2 separate regions of the Arachis hypogaea genome follow, and region 2 is linked to region 1. A link is a contact called in public Hi-C data. All regions are on one chromosome and are shown on one strand. The core of a region is the stretch at or near the end of the contact, and the rest is flanking DNA. Distances in the headings are between cores, read along the strand shown.

Region 1 (5,072 bases), core at 1,920-4,419:
CCATAACCAATAACAAGAACACTACCCTGCAAGTCCTTTGAGAGACAACCCGAGGTTTAAATACTTCGGTTTATAGATTTTAGGGGTTTGTACTTGTGACAAACAAATTTTTGTATGAGAGGATTATTGTTGGTTTAGAGACTATACTTTGACGAGAATTCATTTGTGAAATTCTAAACCGTCAAAAATCCGTTCATCACGTACGCGTCGCTTTTCTGCCGCACCAGTCACGTGTACGCGTCATACCACGTGTGTGCATCATCTAACTGCGACGAAACTATGGGAAATTGCATATCATTTTGAAGCTCCAGATGTTAGCTTTCCAACACAACTGGAACCGCTTCATTTGGACCTCTGTAGCTCAAGTTATGATTGATTTAGTACGAAGAGGTCAGGATTGATAGCTTAGCAGTTCCTTCGATTTCTTGTATTCCTTCCACTTTTGCATGCTTCCTTTCCATCCTCTAAGCCATTCCTACCCTATAAACCTTAAAAACACTTAACAAACATATCACGGCATCGAATGGTAATAAAAGGGGATTAAAATTAGCAAATTTAAGGCCAAAGAAGCATGTTTTCAATCATAGCACAAAATTAGGAAGGAAAATGTAAAACATGCGAATTCTATGAATAAGTGTGAGAATAAGAAATAAAATCCACTCAATTCAGTACAAAATAAACTGTAAAATAGCGGTTTATCACTTCTTAAGATTTTTCTCACTAGCATCTGCTCGGAATGAATAATCGCCATAGCGTCCAAGCTATTAATGATGATAAAGAATCTTTTGAACATGTCATCAATTGATTCTCCTTCCTTCATAGAGAATATCTCATACTCTTTGCTAAGCATGTCACTTCTGGTTTCTTTTATTTGTGTGTTGCCCTCATGTGTGACTTGGATCTTATCCCAGATTTTCTTTATTGTTTTGCATCTTGAAACCTTCAGGTATTCCTTGAAGCTGGTTGCACGGTTCAGCATGTTAATAGCCTTGACATTTAGTTTCACCTTCTTGTCATCTTTGTTCCAATCTGCTTCGGTTTTAGGAGTGACACCACCATCAGTGACTGGTTTTTTTTTTTTTTTTGAAGAATGGATATCTGTTGTTGGATTATCATTCTGTCAGAGTATAAGCCACTGTGTTGAAATCCATGTTGTTCACCATCAAGATCTTTCCTCCAAACTATGAAGCTTGGTCTCTTTGAGACCAAGCTCTGATACCAATTGATGGTAATCAGTGGCTAAGAGAAGGGGTGTTGAATCTTAACCCCTTTTTTGCTGAATCTCAATCTCTGATTTTTCAACCAAACTTTAGGAGATATTTCTGCTTTTGTCTCGTGTCGAGTTGAGAGACACTTTTGTTTTCGTCTCCTGATTAACAGAAACAGAGAAATGAGTAGAGAAGAAGAATTAACACCAGATATATCTTGATTCAGCCACTAGATGCAGTGTGGCCTACATCCAGTCTCCACCACAACAATAATGGAATTTCATTATCTCTTTTTCAAGATTACAAACACCAACTTCTCCCTAGGAACTACCCATTCCTATCTGGGACAAATCCAGATTCTATCCCCAATATGAACCTAACTTGGACTCAAACTAAGCTTTCAACTGCAAAGTGTTAACCCAACTTGCAAGGGAACAAGTCCAGATTCTAACCCAACCTGAACTTGAGTAAGACTCAAACCTAGCTTTCAACCACAAAGTGCTAACCTAACTTGCAAGGGAATCTCCTCAGGATCATGACAACAAAATGAAAATACATACAAAGAATTTTTTAGATAACTACGGATTTTTCTTTAACTCTCTACCTTTTTTCCACTCATTGGATTTTTTTTTTCAAAATCTCACATTTTGTCTTTTACCAATGAAACACAGACAGACTCACTGAGAAAAAAAATATTCAATAAAAGCCATGAAGGAGAAGAATAACTAGCTCAAATAGCTCTGGGAACCCAAACGTGTGCTCTCACTTCTTGATCTCAACCCTTGGCCGTTCACCCTTATTATAGAAGGGCAAGCTTCCAAAGTTGAAACCGGTTCAACCAACCCAGCAACTTCTTCTCCAACATAAGTTAAGTCACAATTTAAACAAAAGAAAAAGAGAGAAAAAATCGAAACTACATGTATGTACCTCTCTCAACCTTTTTCATCTATTTTCTTCAATCGTGGCCATTGATCTTGACTTTGGCCCCAAGAATTGATTCTGAATATTGATAAGTGTCTGACCCAGCCTGGCTTCAAGCTTCCCATTTTTACTTCTTCCCGACCTGAGACTCAAAGGCTATCTTTTTCACAAAAATGGAAATGAATCTTTGTTGCGCTTTCAAGATAGATTTGCTTCATGAACCGATGCATTTCTTTCCTTCCTTGGCAACAAATCTTTAAGCCTTTCTTCAAATCTTTCCTTCTATGGAAATAATCTTTCTTAGCCTTTCTACATAGGCTTTTCTCTGTGGCTTTAATTTTCTTCTTTCTTTTTTTTTTAATGAAAGATGTGACCGAAAGAAAGAGAGAGGAAAGAGAACAGAGAACAGCTTTCATTGGAAGTCATCAATGCAAATTAAATTGAATTGAATTTGGAGTTGCGGTTACCAAGGAATTAATAACCGAAGCATAATTTTAATGAAATTAAACTCAATTGGATTTTTACTTTCAATAACCAAGAATGATAACTTTGACAATTTGAATTCTCTTTGGTTTATGACCACTAAACGACTAAGGTTTTGGGCCATTTTCTTCTTTTTTTTTGCTTTTTAATTGTTTAGCCACTTGAAGTGAACAATTATTATTGGACTAAACTTGTTTAGTAACCAAACTGGCTCTCATCACTTGAGCCTCTTTGGATCTCTTTCTCTTTTAATATTAGCCACTATTTATGAAATAAATTTTGTATAAGGCTCGCCATTCAATAATTAAATTGGGTTTGATTGCATCTTAGCCCAATATTAAAAACTAATTTGCTTCGTGCATACTAACAAAAACATAAAACAAATCATTGGAAGCAATTTAAACAATTAATAATATTTTAATAATTTTCTAATTTATATTTAAATAATATTTGCTCATTATTTCACTTTTTCAAACTCAACACATATAATATATAATAGATAAATAAAAAGAAAAAGACTAGTTTAAATTATCTGCGGGCGCCAACTTAATTGAAGGAAAAGATAAGCTGGCTAGCTTAGTAAAGTGTTCCTTACTTCCTTTTGGCTCCTTTACTGTCTCAGTCTCAACTCTCAACGGTCTAAACTCTATGCTCTAGTCTAAATTCTAAACAAAGTCACACATGCTCTGCACTATGACACACCTCAAACCCTAGCTCCTTCCGATCTACTCACCACAATTCTGGTTGCCACCGTCCGTGGTCGCCGTGCTGCTTTGCCGTGATCGCCGTACTGCTTCTCTCCCTCGTCGCCGTTCTGCTCGCCGTTGTCACCGAAATTCTGGTAGGTGAGTCCTCTCTTTGCTGTGTTGTGTTGACTTGTTAATTTGCTTGATTAGTTAGTTGATTTTCTGGTGCTGTGTTCGTTCAATTTTAACTGATTTCTCAGACCCTATTTCAAATTTCATGGAAACATTAGTCCTTGTTGGTGTTTGAACATTTCCCTTTTGATCTGTATATCATTGTGTCCCCTGGATTTGAGAAAATGTTCACTTTTGACTATACAGTTTTTGAATCACTATGTAGATTTTTGCTGTGTCACACTATCATAGCAGTACCTCAATGTTTCAGCCTCATTTACTCGTAATTTTCTTCAATTCTAGCAATTTGAATGCAACAGAAACAGTAATCTACTACCAAAGGCCTCTACTCTTTTTGATATGTGTTTTGGAGCTCCAAATAAATACAAACTCTTAAGTAAATAAATTCAGTTCCAGTTTGATATGATGTACAAAATCTGCTCCATTTTTTTCTCTCCTGTTAATTTTTTTATCTTTTGATTCTAGAAAAGGGTGGAGAATTTTAATATGCACAAGTATTCTCAAACATGTTACATACTTAATGATTCTCACTGACTCAAAAAGGAACTACAAATTCTGCTTTGTTTTGTAAGGTGTTTTTTTTTTTTTTTTTCACTTCCAGTACATATAGGAATGTTGTGGTTTATAGTTTCAACAATTTGATGCTTAATAGGCTCAAGATTATTATGAGCTTTCAGCCGAGTATGAAGGGAAGCATAATAATTGAGAAGTTGGAGGAACTTGGGAATATGTCTTAGTGTTGGCCTCTGAATGACTTACTTGGTTACATAACGTATGTCAATTGAATGACTTACAGTTTATCTTTGATAAACTATTTAATTAAAGACCATGCCATCCAATTCCCTATAAAATAACGCAGAAATTATATTGGCGGTCATCCTCATTTGAATTAATGATATACCAAAGTTATGCTCACTATAAATCTAATATACCAAAAGTATCCCCACCTTTGTTTTTTTCCTTCTGTTTCTAATACTTTCTCTTCCTCTTTCTGTGCGCTCAAATTGTTGAATCAATTCAGCATTTCTTTGACACTGAAATAACGAAGAAACAAATGAAGATGAAGACCAAAACACCATTGAAGCAGCTCAAGCTTGCTGTTCCTGCTCAAGAAACACCCATCACTTCATTCCTGTAATTATATTCTCTCTATCTTCTCTATTAACACTCACCCATGTCTTCTTAGCTTCACCACTTAAATTCGCATGTAAAATTGCCGTCCTTAGCTTTATGTCACTCTTTATGCTTTGTTGTTGCTACCTACCAAAATATACTAGTTTAGCACGTGGGTTAGTTTGACAACAATTCCAACATGCAGTATCTTAGATTACTTGTTTTTTTCATGTTTTGAGCTTGGGAAATTGTCTTCTTTATATGAGAAGAAAACTTTCTTTATATCAGGACTGCAAGTGGCACGTTCCATGATGGAGATCTGCTGTTAAATCAGAAAGGACTGCGTCTCATATCTGAAGAGAAAGAATCAAGGGTAGCTCTTATTTCTTCCACATTCCCATTTGTTGTTTCTACTTTCTAATCTAATATATATATATATATATATATACTATTTTCAATTTTGCATAAA
Region 2 (5,318 bases), core at 1,946-4,445, 220 kb after region 1:
ATACCTGTTGGTCCAATGCATCACCCACATGTAATGAGTAGGTGCCGTGGCCCAGTTAAAATTCTTAGGACCAGTGAGGACTTCTCCATGCGCCTTATCTAGATTCCGCACCTCCTCAGGCACTCCCTGAACGAGTCTGAATTGTCGCCTATACCTATCGGTAGCATGCCACTCAATACATTCAAATGATACCAAAGGCACTGTAGCGCTCCACACAACCGAGTGCATATAGATTTCAGCAGGAATTATGTTAGGATCCACGCGATCCACAGCATACGCAACCCAGACAAACTGAAAAAAAAATAAAGGAAATTCATGACTACGCCCGACATAACAGTCATCATCATCTTTGGTTCATAAGATTTACACAGGCCCTAAATAGGAAAGTAATACTACTTTAATAAATACTCACCTCGCCTTCCTGAAGTTCATCAAAGGCCTTCCTAAAGTCAGCTAGCTTCATATATCTATATCGTCGGTCACCCCGCTCCCAGTTCCGCCACCTTATACGATACATTTAATGTTGATAATTGAGTTATAAATATAAATAAAGTGGTACATTTAAAAATTATATTACCTGTTTGCTAGCGGGAAACTGCGGGGCTCCCTAGGAACCGGCGATAGATATGGGAGCCGCATCCAAGCCCAACCGAGAAGAAGTGTTAGTGGGCCATCTATGCCTTTACAGTCAACTCGAGATGCCCGGCATAATGCCCTATAGAGGTGTGCTAGGCATGCAGATCCCCAACTGTATTGTATAATACTACCAAATTCACGTAGCAATGGAAGAAACTTCCAGTGCACACCTGCTGCACCTGATTTATCCCCAAACAAGATCGTCCCGATAAGCAACATAATGTGGCATTTGACATACCTCTGTATACCAACTTCATCAGTCAAGGGTAAATTTTCTTTAAGGTCCCGAAGCCAACTCAATTTAATGCAACTGCCTCTACACTCCGACTTACGCGGTGCAACTCCGAATTGATGCAAACACTCAGCCTCCAACGCTTCGAAACTACTCAATGTCATCCCTGTAACTGGAAGTCCGTCCGTTGGAAGACCAAGTATTAGAGCAACGTCTTCAAGAGTGACGGCACATTCACCAATGGGAAGGTGAAACGTATGTGTGTCGGGGTGCCACCTCTCGATTAAAGCATTCACCAATGCCTTTTGACATTGGACTACCCCAATCTGTGATGCATGGTAAAAGCCAGTAAGTCGTAGCTGCTCCTCTACCCTATCATTGTACCGATCCGGAGGAACAGGATGCTCACATGTCAACATTCTTAACTTCTGCAAAGTTCATAACAAAGTATTACTCAACTTCTTAACACTTACTAGGTTACTACTAAAATAAAAATATTTTATACCACAACAACTATTGATAATAATGATAACTAATACATAAATACCTAATCAAATCTCTCCACAGTAACACATTTATCTTGAATAATATGTAATAATACCCACTAACCACCTACTACTGCATATACCATTAGTTAACTAAAGATATTTCACTGAATTATAAAAAACATTTATAACAATTACTTTATGCCTAAATTCTTTTTGGAACATCATTCATACTAATTAATTAATAGTTTCCCAAACTAAGACTAACTCACAACAACAAGAACATTTACCTTCATTCATTACAATATACCTACTTAATAATTTAAATAGAATTATAAAAATTAAATTAAACCTATTTTCAAAATTAAATTAAACCGTTGGGGCTCCAATTTTTTTTTTAATTTCCTTATATTTATATTTAAACATAAACATAACTATAAAAATTAAATTAAACCTATTCTCAATATTAGTTACAATTATAACCGTTGGGGGTCCAATTTTTTTAATTTCCTTATATTTATATTTAAACATAAACATAACTATAATAATAATACAAAACATTCAAAATTCACATTCTAAAATTTCCGTGCTCTCTATAAAAAACGTCCCAAACTTACTAAATAATAACAATAATTTCACTAACAATAATACTTATATTCTAAAAATTAATTCCAAAAATTCTATAAATCTTAAAAAATACATATAAATCCTAAAAAATAGTAATAATCATTCTATCCTATGGATATTTCTAATTTGCACTTCTAATAACAACAATCATAACAAATAAATATTTTACATTAATACTTTTAAATAAAAAAATTTAAAAACCTTAAAAAAAAACTTACATAATCAGAGTGACTGAGATAATGCATGATATGAAGCTCAGGTCGATCAACATCTCTAGTTTTATTTTTTTTGGGCATTCTTTCATGTATTGAAACATGCAGAAATGAGAGGAGGAAGATGAATAACAATGGGGGCTTCAGGTTTGAAAACGAAAGCTGGGAGAGTGATGTCTCGGAGGGTGAGAGAAGTTAATGCATGAGTGAGGGAGCTGTTATAAGGGCACCGAATTGGGGTGGCTCCTGCTACGCGACACGTGTCTTCGGTGGTGGCAATCGCACGGTCAGATTTGCTGGACGGAACTCGCACGGTGAGATTTGCTTAGTGGAACTCGCACGGTGCGAGTTGGGTGGTCACTGACACCACACTCTCGTCATTCCCCTCCCTCCCCCATAACGGCGTCTGTTAGAAGTTCCGGTACCATATTGAAATTAAAAAGCCAGTAATTGAATATAGAATATTGGTAAAAACTTTAGCTAATTTTTTCTTTTAATAATTGATAAAAATACGGTCTCAAATGAACAATTTTTTAAACGGTAGAAATGTTATTAAATTATTTAAATTTCAAAGAATTAATTAAAAATTAAATAAAACTATAAGATGAAATGGAATAATTAAACTTAAATTTTGGTGAGAGAAAAAAAATAAAAGGAGAAAATAATAAAGTGAAAAATCAAATACTAAAATAATCAAATTACGTATTTGTCATAAAAAATTTAGGATTTAATTTTAATTTAAATTTATTTATTTTTATTCTTTCTTCATTCTTCCATGTTGGAGGAAAAAAATAATCTTTTAACTAATTATTAAGTGAAAAAAATTGATTTATTAGTTGGATATTTTAGGTAATTAATTAGAGGAAACAAAAGTAAAAATGGGAAGGAAAGTAAGGCAGCCCCCTTACGGAATACGGATCAGTTGGCCGTTTCCGTTAATTTTAACTGACGCGGAAACAACACGTGGTGGAAAATAAAATTACGCAAACTAAGCCAAACAAATATAAAAATAAAAACAAAAATAAAAGATAATGATGATAATGGATTAAATTAAAGTAATGCGAGAGTCGGGTTGGAGAGACCAAATGAAACAGCATAATAATACAGTCGAGAACAGCAGCAAGAAAAGCAACCTCTAACTTTTTTTATTCATTTATTTTTTTATAAAAGAAAAAGAAAACACTCACATATTCCTCGTGCTTCAATTTCCCACCTCCAACACCAAATATATTTATTTTTTATTGGGCCAATGAAAATTGGTCATAATTGTTTTCTCATTTATATATCAAGTCCTTGGCGACGAAGATCATCAGTACTTTAAACACAAATAGCGGTTCCTTCTTTGTTAGAATCCTCTTCAATATCTCCAACCGTTGATTAGGGATTTGTTAACGCTGCTTCAACTTTCTATACGGCCAAATATATTTGGGTGCTTTTAAGGTTGAATACTGCTACTATGTCTAGTTCGTCGGAATACTCGGAATTTTCCGGCCAGAAGCCGGCGAGGTCACCGGAAAAATCGAGCTTCTCTCAGACTTGCAGTTTGTTGAGTCAATACATCAAAGAAAAGGGCAACTTTGGAGATCTTACCCTCGGTATCACATGCAACACCGAACCAAGTGGTATGGATAATTAAATTCTCCCAATTATTATTTTCGAAAATTTAAGATGCTCTTAAATTATGTCGTTTTGGGTTATATATATATTTTTTTGGCTAGTACTTTAAAGGAAAAAAAAAAAGAAATTGAAAGTTTTTTTTGTTACTAACTAATTCCTTTCTTAAGGGTTTGAAAGTTTCTTGTATGGGAAATTGATTTATTAATCTTTTTCAAACTCAAACTCACAGATCTAACACATGGCTTAATTAATTTTGCCCTTGATTTTGAAATAGGGAGAAAACAAATTTCATGAAAGGAAGCAATTCATTTCTTCTAATTTTATTTAGTTTTTGGGGATTTATGTATGCTACCTAAGTATCCAAAAAATTTCTCCTTAGTCCTTACAAAGTTAAGATTTTTTTTGAATTCGAAAAAGAATTTATCTGAATCTGGAAATTGTGCAGGGTCACCTGAAACATCGTGTCAGTCTGCAACAACTATGAACCTATTTCCTACCAAAGAAAACAACGTTGCACCAAAAAGCCTCACACTCACTGGCACAGCCATGGGTTTGCTCTCTCCACAAGGTGCTTATCGTGCCAATCTTCCCTCTGAAGAAATTCCAAACTTGATCAATTCCAGGTTTGTTTATTACTTCCCATTCCTTAACAATTTGATAATTGATATGGAAAAAAGCTTATTATGTGTAACATACCTATTCATAATTGTTATAGATTTAATCAATAATTGAATTTCACATATCTAAATCCCAATTTGGGAACTACTTTTATTGCAATTTAATTTAAGGGTTCTAGTGGAAAAATTGAATTGAAGAAATAAAAGGTTAAGTTACTAATTCCATAACCTAGTTACATGAATTCACCAATTATGTAGGGTACCGGGTACCAATTTACGCGTACCGCATGCATATGGCGTACTGTGTATTGCGTACCCACTCCTGTATTTCATGTGACTATGACTAATACATTCAATTATGTTAGAAACTTTCCTGTTCTCGAATCCTTAACGGGTGTCATTACCAAAAACCCTCCAATTGTATTAAAATTTTTGGTTAGGCTAATGTGTGATTATTTATTCATGACTTGCAGTGCAGTTAAGTCTGTGAGCAAGGGCCTGAAAACTGCACAATTGACAATCTTCTATAATGGTCAAGTTGTTGTGCTCGATGATTGTCCTGCTGAGAAGGCGAACGAGCTCATGGCTTTTGCCAAGAAAGGAGTCTCTCAAACCCAGAACAACTCTGTCTACACCTACACTCAGAGCCAGCCTTCATTTCCTCCTAATTTGGCCAGAACATCTGCTGCTGATTCGAGTGCTCAAGCCTTTCCTAACGTGAATATTGTTGCAAGTTCCGGTAGCAGTTCGATCCACGAGCACTCAAAACCTCAGTCCAGACCTGTTGTTTGTGGTAATTATTCTTTTGGATCTACTATTTGTAACTTGGCTGAAAAGAAAACCTTTTGTGTTGTTGTGGATCAAGTTTTTGCTGATCATAAATTTTCCTTTC

Evidence for each region. Hi-C and Micro-C count contacts between places; a contact is called where the count stands out from the background.
Region 2: a contact with region 1 is called in a Hi-C map of leaf, with 4 times the contacts expected there. The contact joins the promoter of LOC112790545 here to the promoter of LOC112790542 in region 1. A contact is called at or near these places in 2 of 8 Hi-C or Micro-C datasets (leaf and an unstated tissue).

The regions. Positions count from the first base shown.
Region 1 is chr3:50,673,924-50,678,995 of arahy.Tifrunner.gnm2.J5K5, forward strand. It overlaps LOC112790542 (mitogen-activated protein kinase kinase 6), which reads left to right and starts at 3,170. Exons shown (of 9, transcript XM_025832989.3): 1 at 3,170-3,453; 2 at 4,512-4,624; 3 at 4,892-4,976. The coding sequence starts at 4,545.
Region 2 is chr3:50,898,415-50,903,732 of arahy.Tifrunner.gnm2.J5K5, forward strand. LOC112790545 (protein TIFY 10A) reads left to right here and starts at 3,196. Exons shown (of 5, transcript XM_025832992.3): 1 at 3,196-3,814; 2 at 4,255-4,432; 3 at 4,900-5,219. The coding sequence starts at 3,649. It overlaps LOC112790544 (serine/threonine-protein phosphatase 7 long form homolog), which reads right to left and starts at 1,295. Exons shown (of 3, transcript XM_025832991.3): 1 at 578-1,295; 2 at 413-503; 3 at 1-291. The coding sequence starts at 1,287.